3 separate regions of the Zea mays genome follow, and all the other regions are linked to region 1. A link is a contact called in public Hi-C data. All regions are on one chromosome and are shown on one strand. The core of a region is the stretch at or near the end of the contact, and the rest is flanking DNA. Distances in the headings are between cores, read along the strand shown. Region 1 holds the start of LOC100384591. Region 2 holds the start of LOC100285282. Region 3 holds the start of LOC100273787 (putative ACT-domain containing protein kinase family protein).

The links. A called contact is a pair of places that touch in the nucleus more often than the background predicts.
Region 2: a Hi-C map of tassel shows a contact between it and region 1, with 2.2 times the contacts expected there. The contact joins the promoter of LOC100285282 here to the promoter of LOC100384591 in region 1. A contact is called at or near these places in 2 of 25 Hi-C or Micro-C datasets (ear and tassel).
Region 3: a Hi-C map of endosperm shows a contact between it and region 1, with 1.7 times the contacts expected there. The contact joins the promoter of LOC100273787 here to the promoter of LOC100384591 in region 1. A contact is called at or near these places in 4 of 25 Hi-C or Micro-C datasets (ear, endosperm, leaf and 1 more).

Annotation. Positions count from the first base shown.
Region 1 is chr10:8,536,608-8,539,912 of Zm-B73-REFERENCE-NAM-5.0, forward strand. LOC100384591 reads left to right here and starts at 1,728. Exons shown (of 14, transcript XM_020545202.3): 1 at 1,728-2,511; 2 at 2,943-3,028. The coding sequence starts at 2,285.
Region 2 is chr10:7,739,406-7,742,710 of Zm-B73-REFERENCE-NAM-5.0, forward strand. It overlaps LOC100285282, which reads left to right and starts at 1,717. Exons shown (of 4, transcript NM_001372205.1): 1 at 1,717-2,575; 2 at 2,861-2,993. The coding sequence starts at 1,869.
Region 3 is chr10:7,901,802-7,905,106 of Zm-B73-REFERENCE-NAM-5.0, forward strand. It overlaps LOC100273787 (putative ACT-domain containing protein kinase family protein), which reads left to right and starts at 1,584. Exons shown (of 15, transcript NM_001148189.3): 1 at 1,584-2,003; 2 at 2,934-3,048. The coding sequence starts at 1,762.

The sequences.
Region 1 (3,305 bases), core at 478-2,977:
ACACGCGGCCAACGATAATCAAGTTCCTTCTGTCCTTCCGCCGGTGGCTGAGGACATTCAGTCAAGCTGGTTCCAATGCACCATTCCCCTTTCGCCCCTGTAACCTTAGACTATAGTAGTGACATCATCTTTTCTATTTTAAAATCAAGTAATTTACCAACACTTATTTCGATATTTGCGCTGTGGTTTGAGATGAAATGGTGTAGTATGAAATAGTGCTCCATCTCGTAGGGGTATTTATAGTGGGATTGAGGATGACATTTATGATTTTAGTTTTTTTTTAAATTTTCTTGCAACGGCAATCATGATGGACCAATCAAAAGCCGTCACGTCGCCTCTCGTTCGTGTCAGCGCGTTGCCCGCTTCTCGTCTCTCTCTCACCCTTCTTTTCGCTTGAACGCGTGCTCCGTATTATACGGGCGAGAGCGAGAGATAGCCATGCTATCGTCGTCGCCCGCAGCTGACCTCAAGTCGTGCGCAAGTCTTTTTGAGCGTGTTGGGAGCAAGTTTTTTAAAGCGTCAAAAGATCATCAAAAGATTGGAAGGAGTCGTTATATAATGCTGCAGTTTTTTTTTTATTAAATACTAGCCGGTTGTCCTTGTTTTGCTACGTTTTTATATATCATATAAATATGTACTGAGATATTTATTTAAATACAAGTACTGTTTATTTCTAAACACTAATATACGTGCGGCCTGACGGTTAGCCACAAATTTATGGAGAGAGAGAGAGAGACGTGGATTCGAGTGCTTGCCCTGTAATATATTTTTTTATATAATTATTGTTTCTTTTTCAACACTAAGTTATGCGTGGCCTGATGGTAGCGCGGCGGGGTCGAGTGCTATACAAGCGCAATAACTAGCTATGGAGTCGCTAGGTCAATAGGGCAGTAGCTGAGAGACCGCTGGGCAAGTGGGGGCGTGGGGCGGGTCTAGAATGTCAACGTCGAGGATGAAGTTATGGTAGCACCAGATACCAAAATTAGGTTCTTAACAGATTACTAGACATGTACCCGTTGCCACGAGATGCGCGCGAGGGGGCGACACCTAGACGGGGAACAACACTAAGGCGGGGCGTGTGGAGCATGTCTAAAGTGTCAACACGGAGGGTGAAGCCGTTGTAGTGCCAGATGCTCATATTAGATTTTTAATAGAGCAGTATAGTACAGATTTAGATTAAAAAACATCAAGAATCGAGATAATATTATGGGAAGAGGTTTCAGTGGGTAGGGTCGCGCCCGCCGTCTCTGGGGCCACGGGCCCACGGACGGATACTGACCGTAGACCATCGACCATCACCGCCGCTCTCACTCCAGGGCCCGCCACCGGGCCTGAGCCCGGAAAGCGAAAGCGTCATCCTACGGAGCCCGCTTTCGGGTGAAGGATACCGTGACGACACGGAGCGGGTAGAGACATGAGCTTTCCAGGAATCCGGAGCGGTAGGTCTTGGGCTTTGGCTCCCGCTGACAGCTGGGCCCGCGCCCGCGGGACCCTGCCCCCGCCCTAATCCACCCACCTGTCCCTGTCCGTGTACAGCTGCGGCCATCATCGCGCTCGCGCCCCCTCATTAATGCCCGTCCACTCACGAGCCTTGCGACGACCTCACGTAGCTGACCGGTGGGTCCATGTCGCGCCGAAAGATTCTGCTCCCGGGCCCCGCGGCGCCACCTGGGAGTGAGGGCGACCCGGTCATTAAAATCCCCGCACCCACCTGTCGCCTTCCTCCTTTCTCTCCTCGCCTGCTCCACCACCACACCGCTTGCCCTCCCCGATCTCCGCACGCTCCGGCCAGCGGGACCCAACGGACAGCCAGCCGAACATATCCCCCCTACGCTGGCGCCGTCGCACGCGCCGCCACTAGGTGTCACCCGTCCTTGCGCCGCCGCCGCATCCTTCGACTTTCGATCTGCGAGCTAGCGATTCTCCGCTGAGGAGTGGGGCCCATCCCTCCGGAGCCCAACCCCAGGGCATCCGCCCGCCCCCGCCGCCGTGGCTCAGGCCCCACGCGTCATCCCCGCGACGGACAACGTAGTCACGCAGGTGGAGCGCGGTCCACTCCCCCCCCCCCCCCCCCCCCCCCCCCCCCCCCCCCCCCCCCCCGCGCTTCGCCTCCGCTGAGACCGCGCCCTGCTGGTGCGAGTACCCGGGAGCTTCCAAACCCTAGGGCCGGGCATCGAGCGAGCGAGGGGGTGAGCGCGGAGCCCAGGCATGCCTTGCCGCCCGCGGGGATCCAGGCAGTGATGCGCGGATCGGCGCGGCGGGGGCGGCCCGGAAGCTCGGCCGCATGAGGTGCCTCGTCGGCGGCGGCGTCCAGGACAGCCCGCGCGCAGCGGCCAAAAGAGTATCGCCGGCGTCGTGGCGGCTGGACGCCGCCACAGCGGAGGCGGACGCGGGGAGAGCTGAGGCCAAGGGGGTCAGGTTCTGCGTCAGGCCGCCGGACGTCATGGAGACGGTGCACGAGGTGGCCATTTACATCCACCGCTTCCACAACCTCGATCTGTTTCAGCAAGGGTGAGAATTGCTCGTTTTGTCCGCAATCCCGATCTTGTTTCAGCCACGGCGTGAATTTTTCGTTCTTCTCTATTTGTGCGTGTCTTATTTCTCGCAAAACGTTTTCTCGGGTTTACTTTCTTTACTGCCTTTTAGGGAGAACATGTTTTTAGATAGAACATATAAAGGTCCGAGCTATATGTTTGTATTTTCTCGAGGTGTTTCTGTCCTTGCCTTTCTCGTTCGGTCGGTTGTTTCCAGGCATTTCTTCTCGCAGCTGGGGAATTCCGATTTTCCTCATGATTATGTTCCCCTCAGGCCCTCACTGTAACTTATGTGCGACAGTTGTAATTGATGCCGCGTGTGGAACCTTTCTGGCACTTATCTGTCGAGTGTAAACATTTGCCATTTATTTTTGTTTCTTATGATATGTTTTTTTGGATTATGCGCAGATGGTATCAGATGAAGATTAGTGCAATGTGGGAGGAAGGTGGCAACAAAACACCGGCTTCACCTGCCAGGGTCGTGCAATATGAAGGTGTGCATCTCTATGGGCACTGAATAGCGTGATCCAGTCTTCTGGTCCCATATCCATCATTTCAAGATGTGCTTACATTGAAAGCGAATATTTAGTTTCGTACATGTGCTAGCATTCAGCTGGTAACTGCTTGATTGTTGTCTGCAGTAGTACCAGATCCTATCAGGACTATAGGATACTGAGAACAGAAACTTACATATTTATATGGGAGGAAACGTTATGATTTTTCACTTTTCAGGTTTCAGAAGTACCTTGTGTCCAGAGACTACTGTACCAT
Region 2 (3,305 bases), core at 467-2,966, 800 kb before region 1:
CTTGATCACTTCTTTTTACCCAGCCATGTTCTGATTAATTATAATGATCTGCATAGGTTAATTTTGATGGGACCCAATAGGTTACCCTAGTTTGATTATCTTTATACCTTGTTTACCACTGAACCTTTTGGGTAGTACTTGCTAGTGCTTTATGTGGTTTTGGGTATGAAGATACATTATTCATGATTATACTTTTGTTATCCGTTGTTATTTACTGTTCATGATAAGATCATTAAGTTAATTGGAACATGGAGCGACCACCCGGGAAAACAGTGCTACCACAAGGGTTTATGGACGCCCTTGGCTGATTAATTAGGAAAGCTAGTGGAGGACTACCTTACCCGAAAGGGGCAAGGGCAGTAAGGGAGTGGTCAGTGTAGGGAGGTCCTTGGTTGATTTTGCTGCGATGGCGGTCAAGCAAGAACCCTGCATTGGAGCTTCCTATAAACTGTAGCGGGTTTTCTGAAGCTAGTGGAACTTTGTAAAGGCCTCGTAGTGTTACCCTGCCTCGCCTCCTCGGTAGAGGTGTATGGGAAGTCGCGATCCCTTGGCAGATGGGTAACATGACTTGTGGGTAAAGATGCGCAACCTCTGCAGAGTGTAAAACTGGTATACTAGCCGTGCTCACGGTCATGAGCAGCTCGGACCCTCACATGACTAATTTATGGAACTAAATTCAATATGTCATATGCATTGCATCGCAGGTGATGATGTTACTTTTGTTCTACTACTTAATTGGGTTGGTATTTACTTATACTTAGTAATTGCTAATAAAATTTTGACCAACTTTAAAAGCAATGCTCAGCATCAATCATCTCCGTTGGTAAGCCTTACACTTCACATGAGCTCCCATCTTTGGCGAGTTCATGCACATTATTCCCCACAACTTGTTGAGCAATGAACGTATGTGAGCTCACTCTTGCTATCTCACACCACCCCCCCACAGGTCAAGAACAGGTACCGCAGGATGAGGCACATGGAGGATGTTGTGATGTGTTCGTGAGAGGTCTAGGTCGTCGTCTCCCAGTCAACTTTGGGTTGCTGGATCGTTGTCTCCATATAATGTAATTATTTATTTATTTTGTACAAAACTCCGATTATATAGTAAAGATGTGACGTTCAATCCTGTGCGATGATTCATCATATGTGTGAGACTTGGTACCAGCACACCTGGTGATTATGTTCGCGCCCGGGTCTTGGTGCCCCGAAACCCTGGTGTGACAGAGATTCCAACTTGTGGAGATTCCTCTCAAAAGAAAAACTTGATATAAGGAAGAAAACCATGGTACCCAAGTTTAATCTTTTGATCGCTTGAGAGAGGTTGAGTGCAACCCTTGACAGAAGAAGATCACCACAACGTGGAGTAGACATTGGCCGAATCATGGGATAAAATCGTTATCTTTTGTGTTTACTTTATTGGGATCATCATCTTTCAAAGAGTTCTCGTATTTCACTTGTGTACATATCATAAAGAAACAATCAAGTGAAGATATTCTCTCTCCATTTCTATTCATCACAACTTGATTTTAGTTTTTGCTAACATTTGTTATAAACCAAGTTTGTCTTGTTTAGTGTTAATATTTACAGGATCACTTATGCACCTACTCTAGATAATCTCATTAAGATGTAGTATATTTGAGTCACTTGATAGAATGCTCAATAATTTTTTAACTAAAATTTATAAAATACGGTATCGTTAGAGTAGTTTTTTTTTTTAATATAGAACCCTGTTCCCACCGGCGCTCACTGCACCTTCCCCAGCGGCCACCACCCGAGGCCGGTCCCCGCTGACCCGCCTCCGTGGACCGGGGACACGCGGCGGCGACCGGCGAGGCGGTCCCTGCTTCCTCTTTCTACTCCTCACAAGTATGTATGACACGCACCACCCGCACCGCACCCACCCACCAACCCGACCTTCCGCTGCTCACACACACACACACACACACACACACACTCTACACGCGAGCGAGACCACGCGCCGGACCGCCGCAAGCCGGCCGCCGCCGCCGCGACCTGGAGCTTGCGAGCTAGCTCTGGCCTCGCTGCCTGCGCCGACTGAGATGGACCCGCGCTTTCCGCTGCCGGCCGCGGCGGCGCCGTCCACGGGCGGCGGCGGCGGCGCCAGAGGGCACCACCGGCGGGCCCACTCGGAGACGTTCCTCAGCTTCCACGACGCGGACCTGCTCCTCGACCCGGACGGCGACTTCTTCTCCGACCTCGACTTCCCCTCCCTCTCCGACGACTCTCCGGCCGCCTCCGACCCCACCCCGCCGCCGCATCCGCAGCAGCAGCCGCCGCAGGCTTCCCCGGCCCCACGTCCGCCCGGCGGGACCCACACGCGGAGCCTCTCCCTCGACGCCGCCTTCTTCGAGGGCCTCGCGTTTCAGGGACCCAGTGGGAGCGCCGGGGGTGGAGGTGGGCCCGGCCACAAGAGGAGCGGCTCGATGGATGGGGACACCTCGCCGTTCGAGGGCGAGTCGGCGCTCTCCAGCGGCCTGCCGGACTACGCCAAGAAGGCCATGCCCGCCGAGAGGATCGCCGAGCTCGCGCTCATCGACCCCAAGCGCGCAAAGAGGTGGGGTTTATTTTTGGCATTCGATGCTTCCTAGATAGATCCGGATTTCGGAGGGAAAATCCTTATCCAGCACAGTAATTTAGCGTTCCAAGCAAGAGTCCCGAGAATTTAGTACCGTTTGCTTCTAGTGTTAAGTACTGTGCTATCTGTTACATCATCTGAGCTACCTGCCTAGTGCCTCGTTTTAAGGACAATGATTGCACGATTTTTGGGTTCCTGTGCTGGCTCCGCTATCGAAGGGGTTGTTGATTTGTGCTAAGTTTTGCCGATGGTGCTGTCGTGTAGGATTCTGGCGAACAGGCAGTCGGCAGCGAGGTCAAAGGAGAGGAAGATCATGTACACTAGTGAACTGGAGAAGAAGGTCCAGACTCTGCAAACGGAGGCCACTACGCTGTCAGCACAGCTGACCCTGCTCCAGGTATGGGGTTATATTTTGTTTTAAAAACGTTCAAGTTCGACAAGAATTTGTGAAGAATTACAGCAAGTCAGCTTCATCTTTCTTATAGGCTTTTGGTTGTGTGCTTTTGCATAGTACATGTCAATTTCTGTGTGGGGGCTTGGTTCATGTTTGCTTGGGCTACATTTGTTTATTGCTGCTTTGAGTCAATTAATTTGTTTATTTTAAAATTAAATCCATAAACCATGCCATGTAACATGAATTGGTACTGGGAATTGGGATTGGGCTCTGGCACTTTTGCGACAACTTAGGGTGTGTTTGAAACTTTGAATG
Region 3 (3,305 bases), core at 334-2,833, 630 kb before region 1:
TAATACTACTAACCAATTTAGATCATTCCTTTGAGATACGCACTAGAATGTTAAATACAGAAATGCTTAGCAGACCAACATAGAAGACTGTCACAAAATGGAAGTGGACGTGCCTTCATGTACCTCCCGACTTGCCTCAGGAGCCAGATTGGTGCCCTCTCGACCTTTTTCCCTCTGATTGCGCTCACCAGCAGTGGCTCCTCCACCGTCCCGGGCGATGCCTCCTCCATTACCGTCTCTGAACCGCACCATCACGTCAAAAAGAGCAGCTAAATTAACTTCTCAGCCCAAGCCTCGCAACCTGTGAGCAGAAGAGAAGAAGATTCACCTCTGACAGCGCTGTAGCGGTCACTCGCTCGCTTTATGCATCTAGGCTCGGCGCGGACGAACCTACCGTGGAAGAGGGAGGTGGACGACAGCGAGAGTGGCTGTCACATTTGGCATCGCGCTGTCCAGCACCGACAGAAGCCCAACCCCCTTGCTTCCGCCTCTACGGCCGTGCTGGTGGCGGTGGAGGACTCCAGATCTAGAACCGAGAGCCACGGACAGATGTGCTGGAGATAACACGAAGCGACACATGGGAGGAGAGTGGGGATGGTTTGGAGGCCTCGCCTCTCTCCATCCTCAAAATAGTAGTCGATTGAGGCGGGGAAGGGAGCACGGTGCATGCCATGGCCGCCAAGTATGGAAGGGGACGCGCCTTCCATGGCCATGGATCTCGCCTTCCATGGTCGTGGATCTCACCTTCCATGTCCACATCGGGTGCCCGCATGCACGCGCGTCCGGGGTCGAGCGAGCGTGCGGGCCACCGGGAGGGGTCAGGTCGGGCGCGGGGACGCGTGCAAGCGGGCGGCGGCGCGGGGGCGCGTGGGGCTGGCGGGGGCACGGTGAAGCCGGGTGGACGCCCTCGGTAGCTACTTATGGTGTAGTAGAGATTTACAGTAGGGGTTCTCCCCTCCTGGACTTTCAATAAAAATGTGAGAGCCTCGTTGTTTAGGCCGACATAAGATACATGATGGCCCTCCCGATCGATTCTGGTGACATAAGGCATTACTACTAAGTGCTTGTTCAGTTATGTCTGTATTGAAGTGGAGTGAGGGTGGCCTAAAGAGGGACAAGACTGAACAGATATAAAAGTCCCTAAAAATACGTCATGATCAACTTGCTATACTACTTAAATAAATATAGCCCTAATAGCATTAGAGTGCCGGCACTACTTAATGATATCCCTTCCGATCGTTGTTCTTACCCATTTCACGCCATGAATCATTGCTACTTAAAGAAGCGCGGGCCCATCAGAAAACCTGCAAAGACAACTTCGTGGCGTGCACGTAGCAGCAGTGCACTGTGCAGCAGCCCCTTCAACCTTCATCCCTGTTCGTGCAGTCGGTGTCCTCCATACACCACGTGCACTGTTTCCCTCTCACTGCCACCGGGGCCTACGGCGCATAGCGAAATCCAAGGGCCCTCTTCTTCGACACATTCTCCTCTCAGAGGGATGACTTGAAAAGACGTCGTTGCCCTTGGAACAGCCTCGTATTCTCTTCCTCATACCTCGCGCGTTAAAAAACCTCCTTCGTCTCCTGGTCTGTGTCCCACACTCCTATCCTTCTCGCCTTCGACTGCCCAGAGCGCCCAGCGCCCGCGACGCTTCTAGAACACGCGACGCGGGCGAGCGCGCTGGCGGGTGGGCGAGGCAAAACTAAGGAGGCGGGAGGGGCGGCGATGCGGGGCAGGTGACGCTGCGGCGCGGCGTGGGGGATGGTGGCGGCGGAGGGTGGGCCCGGCGGGGCCGTCGAGGAGGGCGTCGGGGAGAGCTCGTCCCCGCCGCGCGAGGACGCCGTCCCAGCGCCCGCCGGCTCCGGCGGGAGCGGGGGCAGCGGAGGCGCCCGCGAAATCTGTGCCCAGGTGCTCGACCGCCTCGTCGCCGACGGCTACGCGGAGGCGTCCGACCCCGAGTTCCGCGACAGGCTCGCCGCCCATTTCGGCCGGCTCCCGCACAGGTGCTGATCCATTACCTCGGCCTGCCGCATCCTAGGCCTTCGCTTGCCGTGGTGTAGGCTTTACATGCCCTGGTTGCGGAAATCTGTGCTCATTGTTTCGGTCAAGGAGGGTAGCGTGCTCGTTTCGGGTTTCAGATTTTGGGTGTCGGCATGGCGAAGCTTAGTGGTGAGCTTCGTTTTAGGTGTGAATTTTTGTATCATGTTGACCTTTTGGTTAGCTTCCGTGCTCTCACTGCTGCTTCCGTGTTTGATGTGCTAAGAGACTGTTGTTTGACTTGGCAATTGGATCGGACATCACTCGGTACTGTTTGCTTGAGGACTGGATGAATTTACAATTTTACACTACTTTAGTGTTCGAACGGTACCTAGCAGCCATGCCTGGCTCGATGTTGATCTGGTGTGCTCTGTGATTAAGCTAACGTTGGAAGTAAATGGAGTGAGCAGGGTTTCTTAGAATCATCTGCTGGCTCACACCCTTCCGGAAAAAAAGGAAAGCTTTCATCCTCGTTCTGAACTGTTGTCTTTACCTGTATAAAAAGTGAAATTCCAAAGCGTCTCTTTTAGATCTATAGCCGCAAAATTTCTCAAGATAGTAAATATGCTTACAAACAAATATGTTCCAGATCGTAGCGTGGATTAACAATTGCATACTAGCCCTTAGTCTTGTAGTTATCCCTTATTCCCTTGTATTGAACACATAGTCAGTCTTATCCCTTAGTCTTGTAGCTTGCCTCTGTATTCTTCCCGGGTGGGGTAGACTGGTAGTTCACTTTTATCATATTCAAAGGAAGCTGGTAGCTGCAGTCTCTGTTTCCACATTAGGATTGCTATATGACAATTAATTAATTCTTCCGTTGTCTTACTTGTATAATCAATTAATCATGAAGCTAACAATAACATTGGTTCTTCTTTTGTTTTCTCATACCGTAGCTATCAGCTGGATATCAATGTTGACAAAGCATCCGATGTCTTGGTCCACCAGAACGTCTTAGCGGAAGCAAAGGATCCTGATAGGCGCCCTGCATTCTATGTCCGTTTCTTGAGGGTAAAGTTCTGCAATAAACTACTATCTGCTATATGATAGCAGTAGCTACTTTAGTGGCTAGTGGTTTCAATTTATTTTATTGTTACCGAAGTTTAGTTTCGGAAAAGAACAGGAAAGCTAAACCTCACTCAAGTGATTTGAAGCCTCCCCTCACTCGATTTTTTTTTCAGTCAATCAATGAACGCCACAACGGTGGCTTCACCAACCCCTTTGAAACTAGGGTCAGGGTTGGGGGTTTGGGCCTTACCTGTGGCCTC